Linked DNA regions of Danio rerio: region 1 is linked to region 2. Evidence: chromatin contacts called from public Hi-C data. All regions are on one chromosome and are shown on one strand. Each heading gives the region's core, a stretch centred on a gene start, on an enhancer-like site or on the middle of the called end of the contact. The rest is flanking DNA. Distances are from core to core; before and after follow the strand shown. Region 1 overlaps ebf3a (EBF transcription factor 3a). Region 2 holds the start of ebf3a (EBF transcription factor 3a).

Region 1 (4,087 bases), core at 1,541-4,040, 63 kb before region 2:
AAGATTTGTCTTTCTTCTCATTCTCGCTCTCTCTCTCGCTTTCTCTCCGCCAAAATAATACGCTGCTAAACAGCTGTCGGCTAAATCCATGAATGCTTGCGTAACTCGACAGAAAACAACATTTCCTCTTTAAAAAATAAATAAATAAATATCATAAATCTCGCTGATTGGAATTTGCATGGCAATTATGCTTTCTAAAACACTTAGTGCAATGTTGCATGAATCCCCTCTTAAAGAAATTAGGGTGATGATGGTGCCGCTTTTTGGGAAGCGCAATACAAAGCAGGTGTTATGAATGAGAGCGCAGGTATATTTCCCCAAACGCTACGTGACATTTTGTGGACGTTTACGAAAGGATTGGTCTACAGTCGGGTCTGGAAGTCACTTGAGGCCTTTAGCTTTAAGTTTGGCTGGAGTGAGGAAAACCACTGGAAGTTGGTTTAAACTGAAAATGAAAATTCTGTCATCTTTTACTCCCCTTTACACGAGCCAATGTTTATTTAGAAAAAGCTGGAAAAAGTTTCTCTAACTATGGAAGTCAGTGTTTCCTCTAGGATTTTTTTCCAGCCTTGGTGGCAGGCCTTTTACACAGATCTTCCAACTACCTATGGTGTTATTTCAATGATAAATATTGTGAGCACAGTATTACAAAGTCCAGATCATATTCATGTAACACACGAGCATGTTTGTCTTTGTTTGTGTGCTGATTTCCTCTGTTCATACCCAAAACTTGCACGCCCTTAAAAAAAAGGCTGCTCAAGCACAGATTCTCTTCAGGGTTTCCGTGGGGTCTTAAAAACTATTCAAAGTTGCTAAACTAATGTACAGAAATTTAAGGCCCTTGAAAAGTCTTAAATTTTATTTTGCAAGGTATTAAATTTTATAATATTTTTGATTTTGAAATCTATGGTTGTGTGCTAAAGTTGCCTGAATTAAATCTGCAAATATTAGGATGCTGTGTAGTTTATGAAATTAATAAAACCCTGCTAGATTTGCTGCTTTGTTTACCACAGTAACGAAGCCAACACCATTATTTTTGTAGTTCTATACACTGAATTAGCTATATTAAATAGATTTTTATTCAGTATATGAATAATGTTTTAGTTTTAGATTACATTAATATTTAGTAAATATACTGTAAGGTAAATGTCGCCATTGTTTCCAGTTGAAACCTAAAGTGGTTATAACGTCTTAAAATGTATGGAAAGAGTCTTAAAAAATACCTTAAAAGGTATTGAATTTCACTCTCTGATTCCTCTATATACTCTGTTCTTGTGCGCTCTCAAATGAACACTACTGAAGTGCGAAGTGAAGTGTATGTGACGAGTATGTCTCCAATATTTATTGGATTTGGTACGAATATTTATGAATATCTCTAATAGACCTACAGATTGGCATTGATGCATCTTGAAGTAAAGTGAAACGGCTATAAACGATTATAGAAAAGGTGGCTCTGTTATAATTCAGTTACATTTTTAGTTTGGTTATCAACGTTTGGTTGACTATAACCCACTATAAACATTTTTTTTTTTCAATTTTAAAAATGCAGCGACTGAAGGTTTTGAATGAGAAGATGTAATGTAGCCGTGGCGGGATGAATTTTGGTGTGACACCCTACCATTGAAGAATGAATGTCGTGAAAACTATTTAAGTCGATAGCTAAGTTTCCGTCCACCGATTTTATGCGATTTTATTTAATATTCATTTGGAGATGCACCTAAAAAAAATGGTTGATAGAAACACCAAGATGTGCATAAATCTTTTAACTGTATATAACTGAGGATAAACTTTTTATTCGATAGGAAAAGATGCACATAAACTACGATGGAAACACTTTTACTGAACAAACTCCAGTGTGTGTATTAAATATAACTTTGTTTTAAGCGATCATGTGATGATAAAAATGTGTGCTAATGGACAAACCAGCAGGCTGAGCACACTGTAAAACATTTGAAATGTTGTTTTGGTCATTCTAAAATTCCATAACTATCTCAATATTAGTGTTATTATATTAGTAATGACCTCCAGAATTAGGAGCATCTTTGCTCTGACATCACCGCGTGTTCACTGTGTGTCAGGATTGTCTTCTGAGGTGCAAGTCATTTATTAAATAAAGAAAAGATTCATGCTGCTTCTCTTAAAGCAGCAAATTGCATTTTTCCAGTTGATATTTGGCGCCAGATAATCTGGAATTTTTAACTCATGGGATGGAAACGCTGCCTTATTTCCACATCTTGAAAGTTAATCCACAAGTTTGGATGGAAACATAACTAATGGAGCTAATAGCTGCAAGTTTTCAGATGTCTTCAATATATATATATATATATATATATATATATATATATATATATATATATATATATATATATATATATATATATATATATATATTGTGTTTAACAGAATAAAGAAACTTATTAAAGTCTGGAACCACTTGAGGGAGGTAAATGGTGAGCACATTTTCATTTTTGGGTGAACTATCCCTTTAAGCTAATAGAAAATACATGCTCCCAATGAAGCAAAACTGAGATTTTGTCTGCTTAATTTTTACGTACATAGCAAATGCGTCTAAAAAAGGACAACTTGCAACAAGCATAGAAAAAAAAGCATTTTTGCTAGTACTTTAATACTTTTGCACCACACTGGATATCCAGACTGCTCTTGAGCGAGTGGATATAGATGTAGAGGCGCTAGACTGGCTGATGTGGTGATGGTACAGATATATGGGGCCCAGACTTTGGCCTTTGACAGCGGTAAAGCAGGAAGTCGGCGCAGGGTGAGTCTGATGTGTGACCTTCGGCCTCTGCAGCTGTTCCGCGGAGTGATTTATCTTAATACGCATCCGTCTCTCAGTCAAGTACACCCTGACCCAGGGCTGCTCGGTGCCACCACAAAACACTTATTTCATAAGACTGACAGAGGCTGAGAAAAGAGAGAGAGAGTGGGAGAGAGTAAGAGATGATAACCCTGGTCTATTTATCACTGCCCAGACAAGAGGCTCTGATATGAACAGATCTGAACACAAGTGTGTGTGTGTGCTGCAAGGTTGTGCGGAAATATAATGTAGAATGGCTTTAAATTCAGTGGAGATCTGCTCAATTTGTATTGAGGTAGTGATTTGAATGTAAGGAAATGTAACGGGAATTAATACAAATTTGTAAAAACTAATAAATTAACTCTAATGCAGTGTTTCTCAACCATGACCACCAGTTCTGCACATTTTCCATGTCTCCCTAATCAAACACACCTGATTCAGATCATCAGCTCATTAGCAGAGACTAAAAGACCTGTATGGAGTGTGACAGACAAAGGAGACATCCAAAATATGCAGTGTTGTTGGTCCTCCAGGAACGTGGTTGAGAAACACTGCTCTAAATGGTTAAATAACAGTTAAAGCCTGAGTGGATAGGACATGTCCGAGACTTTTATTTCAGTATGTTAACATACTCTCAATCTGCTTAAGTCAAGTTGTGATATATCGGTGACATGAAATATTGTTTTAGGGTCAAGCCGCTACTCATTTAAATTGAGAAAATATTTGTTTATAATTACTTTTTAGTCAAATTACACAGTAATTAAGTGAATTTTATATAAAACCGTGGTTTACACATCAGTTTCTGGACTTGCTGCATTACAAACATCTCTATTTTAACAATTTATAAAAAATGTATCACTTTCCGGCCATCGGATATTAGGCACGGACATATATATTGCGATCGTGATTTTTTAAAGTATTACTTTGTAAACGTTTATTATTACCATATGATGAGTCTCGCCATACAGTTTGATATAGCGCTTGGACCCGGAAGCCGATTTAACAAGCGAATATTGAGTAGGAGGTGGGGCTTTTTTTTTGCACATCATTCACTTGTGGCAAACTAACGGTTAGAGGGGCGTGGCTATGAATATTGTAGCTGAAACCATCACACTGATGTCATAAGAGGACAGTCAAATTGTTCAACTTTAAAGTTGACCAAAATTATTATTGTTTTTTGTGGATTAATTGCACAAATTAATTATTTATCTAAATAATAGCAATGTACATAAAAAATAAACATAGTCAATTTTGATTTCACACTTAATTTAA
Region 2 (4,629 bases), core at 1,898-4,397:
ATGTTTATAATTAGCAAACTTTTAAATCCTAATTTATCAAATGCATGCCGAACCAAACGCTGGTTTGCACATTCTCATTACATTAATTTTGTTAATGAAAATCTATTAAGATATAACAAACATGTACAATTAAAACGCTTATGCCAAATCTAAAAATTGCAAACAGCTAAATACGCACTGTGTAGAATTTATCACAAATTATTTGTTGTGTCCCTATTTATTTTTCTGCCTCTCGCTGAAAATATTAGGAAAAGCGTTAAGTGGCTGTTCAGCACCATTGACTCTTTGATCATGTTCATCTCTATTCAGAGGCGCCTCATACAAAACCTTCATATTTTCTCTCGTGTTATGGATAAACTACAGATGACAAGAGCTTCAAAATCAAGCTAAAGATCCGCCCTTTTCTTTACTTTAGCGCCTGAAATGGACAATAGAAAATGAGCTGAGAGTGATTTCAGAGAACATCTGAGTACAATATGAACTCAAGTGTCAGTCTCACGTCTGGCGTTTTATTTTTATGCCTTCAACCAGATTTGATTACAGCACAACAAAAGTGAGTTTTCACGTGCGACAGCGCGATCTAAATGACACACTTAAATATAGTAAGTGCATGGCAATTAATAAATATTGCACTGACAATGAAAGACGCGCTTTAAAATTATTGTTATATCATAAAAGGCGCAGTTATTAATTAAAACTATATATTATATATGAATGCATTAAAATAACATTTTTGTGATTCGCAATTATACGCACATGATCTAAATCCAAAAAGAAAGAAAGAAAAATAAACCGATTTAAAAGATGCAGCCTTATTGAGCGCAATACTCAAATATGGGCTTTGACTATTATGTTTCATGTGCGAGGGTAAAACTGTAACATGCTTGATAAAAAAACTAATCCCGAAAATTATAGAGAACAATTTAGATTATTTTGCATTTATCATCAATAAATATAGATATATACATTTTATTTTTAAATGCGTAATTAAAATATATATTCACATTCTTGTCTCCCCCGCTTTTTCATTAATTCGCAATAAATTACCATGAAGCTACACGAGAAGAAAAACGTGGTAATGTGATTCATATTAAATTAAATCTGCTAAATAACCTCCCCCCATTAATCAGAGCAGTCCAAAACAGAGACACGGCTTTACATTACAGTGTCCACAGTAGTAGTACTACTACATGTGAATAAATCGAGTTATTTTATTCAGTAATAAGAATAAAATGCTCTGCATCTCCGAGAATACGCATTTACTTAAATCTGTATTTACTAAGAGAAATGTGGCAGTGTGTGACCGAAGCATGTTTAACTGAAACTTAAACATACACGTTATAAAATATACTAAATACACACAAACACACACACACACACGCACGCAAGAGAAAATATATAAATGTGCTTACCTGTTTTGTCATGGAATCAATTAACCGTACATAAAGATCCTGTTCTGTTCTGACGCCTGTGGGAAATTATTTGTGTTTTTCAATGTGGAAAAAGTCTTGTGAAGGAAAAAAAATCTACACAAAGTTTCCTCGGGGAAAAAAATCAGAATGTATTCCTGAAATGTACTATTTAAAATATTTATATATACTATAATCGAAGGTTTGCTTTATACTAGAAATACATTTGTGGAATAAACTGAACATATTTTAAGTAAACTAAATGTAAGTCAATATGACTCCACTGAGTGAAGAAAACACTTGTAAATCTACACAGAGAAATTTACACTTACCGTTGCTGTACAATAGTTGTAGTTTGTAATGTATCCCATTGTTAGTTTTTTCACTGTTAGGTTCCTGAAAATAAGCATTTGTTTGGGGTCAGATTGGCATTACTGGAATGCTGAGATTTTATTTTTGTATATTTATAAAATGCATGCATTTTGTCTGTATGCATGTTCTCCGAAACACATTTACGCTTTCATCCAGCAACTCTACTTCTAGTTTGTATCAATCCCCGGCAATAATGTGTGTAATGCATGTATCTATTTAGTTTAGTGTTTTGCTTTTCTGTGATATCCGTCAAAAGTGCTTTACGGCGCACGTGTTTCCAAAGATTCTAGATGTGGAACTTTTTTAGCTGAAAATTCAAAGCAGTATTCCAGAGTGGCGCTTACTTTCTCCTTTTCCACAAAGTCCACAAAAGCTGTCCTTTCGATCTCCACTGGCTGTCCCTGTCTGTCATAAAGCGCCAGGACGAAGTGGAAAAAATTGGATTTTCTGAGGTTGGATGGCGGTTGTTTCTCATAGTGCGCCCGTGCCAGACCAACTCCACTGCGGGGGAAAACAAGACACCAGTGTGGGTTAAAACAACAGGCGTACACACTTGAGATACAGATAGATGTAGATAGAATGAAAACATGGGAGAATTCTTGATTTGTCACTTAAACTGTAATATGATGTAATGAACAGGGGAAAGCGGCGAAGAGGTGCATGGGGAGAGTGTAATTGATACATGGCATATTGGGGATTTAGGGGTCGATCTGAGAAATGCATTAAAAAATCGGATGATTTGGCAAACGTACCTCTGGGCGGCCGTGTGCGCATCCACCACCCCAGCCGTGTGCATCCACGATCGGACCGGATTCATGCCACTGCCCAGCGGTTCCTCTTTCATAGTGGTTCCCCCTCTCGGTATATTTTCCTGAATACCAAACATTAAAACAGTTCGCGTGCAACCCACTTCCAGCCAAAGAGATGAAATGAGAGTGTGAGCGAGGGCGCGTCGTTTCTCCGAGAGCCCCTTCGGATAGCCGTGAGAGTTTGTTTGGGATTTGTCGAAAAGAAGAGAAGAGAAAAAAAAGCAGTCCCGACTCCTTCTTCAGTCCGTCCTGCGTTGGCACCACATGAACGATTCAGCGCGTAAAAGATTCTCAAGCCTCTCCAGCAGCTTGTTTGGATAGATGAGAGATCCTCCCGTGGAACAAGTCGCGCAAATAGCCGGGATATTCGACTTGTTTTAATTCAGTTAAACATTTCTTGCAACTTTCGCTTGTTGTTGTTGTTGTTGATGATGATGATGATGATGGTGATGATGCTCTTAGCTTGGTGGCATCCTATAACAACAGCATCAAAAAAGGCTTCGGGACACTGCTGAATCCACCACTTCTGGCTCCAAAAGACAAATAAACGCGTAAATGATCACCGTGGAGGTGTTCCCGGACACGGGAGAGGATGATGAGGGGCCTTTAGCGCGTCTTTGCAGAATGGATGGAAGCATACAAAACTCAACCCTCTATCCCCCAGGACTGGAACCTTTCCCGGGAGCCAAAAACTCCAGACCCACGGGATCCACGCTGTCAGAGGATGACGCGCACGTGGGCGGGGCTTTGCCCATACATGGAGAGGATTGACGCTTCCTGTCGCTGGGCTTTAAGCTTGGACCGTGAGTACGTACGCGAGTGGAGTCACTGCCGCTGCTGCTGCTTTTCCAGTGAACATCATGTCAAGTAATCATCAGAGAGGAACAAAAAAATGAATGATAATGAAAGCCGGCAAATAAAGCGCGCGGCGCGCAGGAACTATATATCCTGCGAGGTTAAAACTGCCATGCAAGTTTATAGAGTGCAAAAGAGGGGGGTGGTGGGGTTGGGGGGATAGAAATAATAACGATAATAATAATAAAAAAAGGAGCACTGACCACCCAATTCCTAGCAGCTTTCCAGAATTAAAAAGAAAACAGAAAGGCCATCGTCGCAATGACAGTGCCAAACGTCCCTGGCGCCTAATTGACAAACGCAAATCGATTCACCGGTTTCTCCTCTGATTACTCTCAAGTCGAGAAGGTGCACTGGCATTTTAAGACTAGATGCTCCTTATAATAAACACCCTGGGCATCTGCATAATGGCGTAATGCGCGCGTCCTAAATTATGGCAACATTGACTGCTCCAACCTAAAACACACTTTGCGTTCTGCGTTCGTGGAGCGAGCCGAGGCGATGCCAAACTCCTAGTCCTAGCGCGTACACGCGTTAATTTTGTAAATTATTGCAGAATTACATCTGAAACTGTGAAAGGACTCGGGGGAAACATTGCGTCCACCCTCTCCTTCTATGCGCAAGAAGTAGGATGTCTTTTGTAATAAAAATATAATCATTTATCGGGACAATAAGGGTCATTTTCTTTCTTTCATTTGCTAAGGTGCTCGTGTCTTCGATATTGGCAGACTCTGCATGTATGTTAATATTTGAATTAAAAGGAGAAAATGGAAGTCCGATGTTGGTTATCTGGGGACCATGTGCGCTGGAGGGAGGGATGGATGGATGGACGGAGAGAGGAGAAGAGAGATGTGTTTTACACAGCAATCTATTCTGCTAGTGTTGGGGGTTAATGACTATTGCCAAAGATAAGTGAATTATCAAAGCTGTTGCTCTTGCCTCGACTCAAAATCCATCACATTGCATCGTCGTCTAATTAAATACGTAAGTAATAAAATTATATTTTACGACAATTTAAGATTGATATGCTTTTTTTGTGTGTGTCTATGATTCGCATTGACTTTGATCTATGCATACGCTGAATGCCTGTGTGAACTAATGTTAAATGACACTCTAGCCATTGAATGATTATTGTAATTACTATTATTATTATTATTATTATTATTATTATTATTATTATTATT

What was found. A called contact is a pair of places that touch in the nucleus more often than the background predicts.
Region 1: a Hi-C map of embryo shows a contact between it and region 2, with 1.8 times the contacts expected there. The contact joins the enhancer-like site here to the promoter of ebf3a in region 2. A contact is called at or near these places in 2 of 18 Hi-C or Micro-C datasets (embryo and gastrula embryo).

The regions. Positions count from the first base shown.
Region 1 is chr12:44,580,029-44,584,115 of GRCz12tu, reverse strand. The region is part of intron 6 of ebf3a (EBF transcription factor 3a); the gene reads right to left. Among named protein-coding and RNA genes, the nearest start is that of ebf3a, 64 kb to the right of the region's middle. Within about 2 kb of position 2,790, at least 14 of the 62 cell types and tissues checked have an H3K27ac peak or open chromatin away from gene starts, as enhancers often do.
Region 2 is chr12:44,516,363-44,520,991 of GRCz12tu, reverse strand. It overlaps ebf3a (EBF transcription factor 3a), which reads right to left and starts at 3,147. Exons shown (of 16, transcript NM_001080602.1): 1 at 2,534-3,147; 2 at 2,126-2,282; 3 at 1,742-1,805; 4 at 1,413-1,468. The coding sequence starts at 2,667.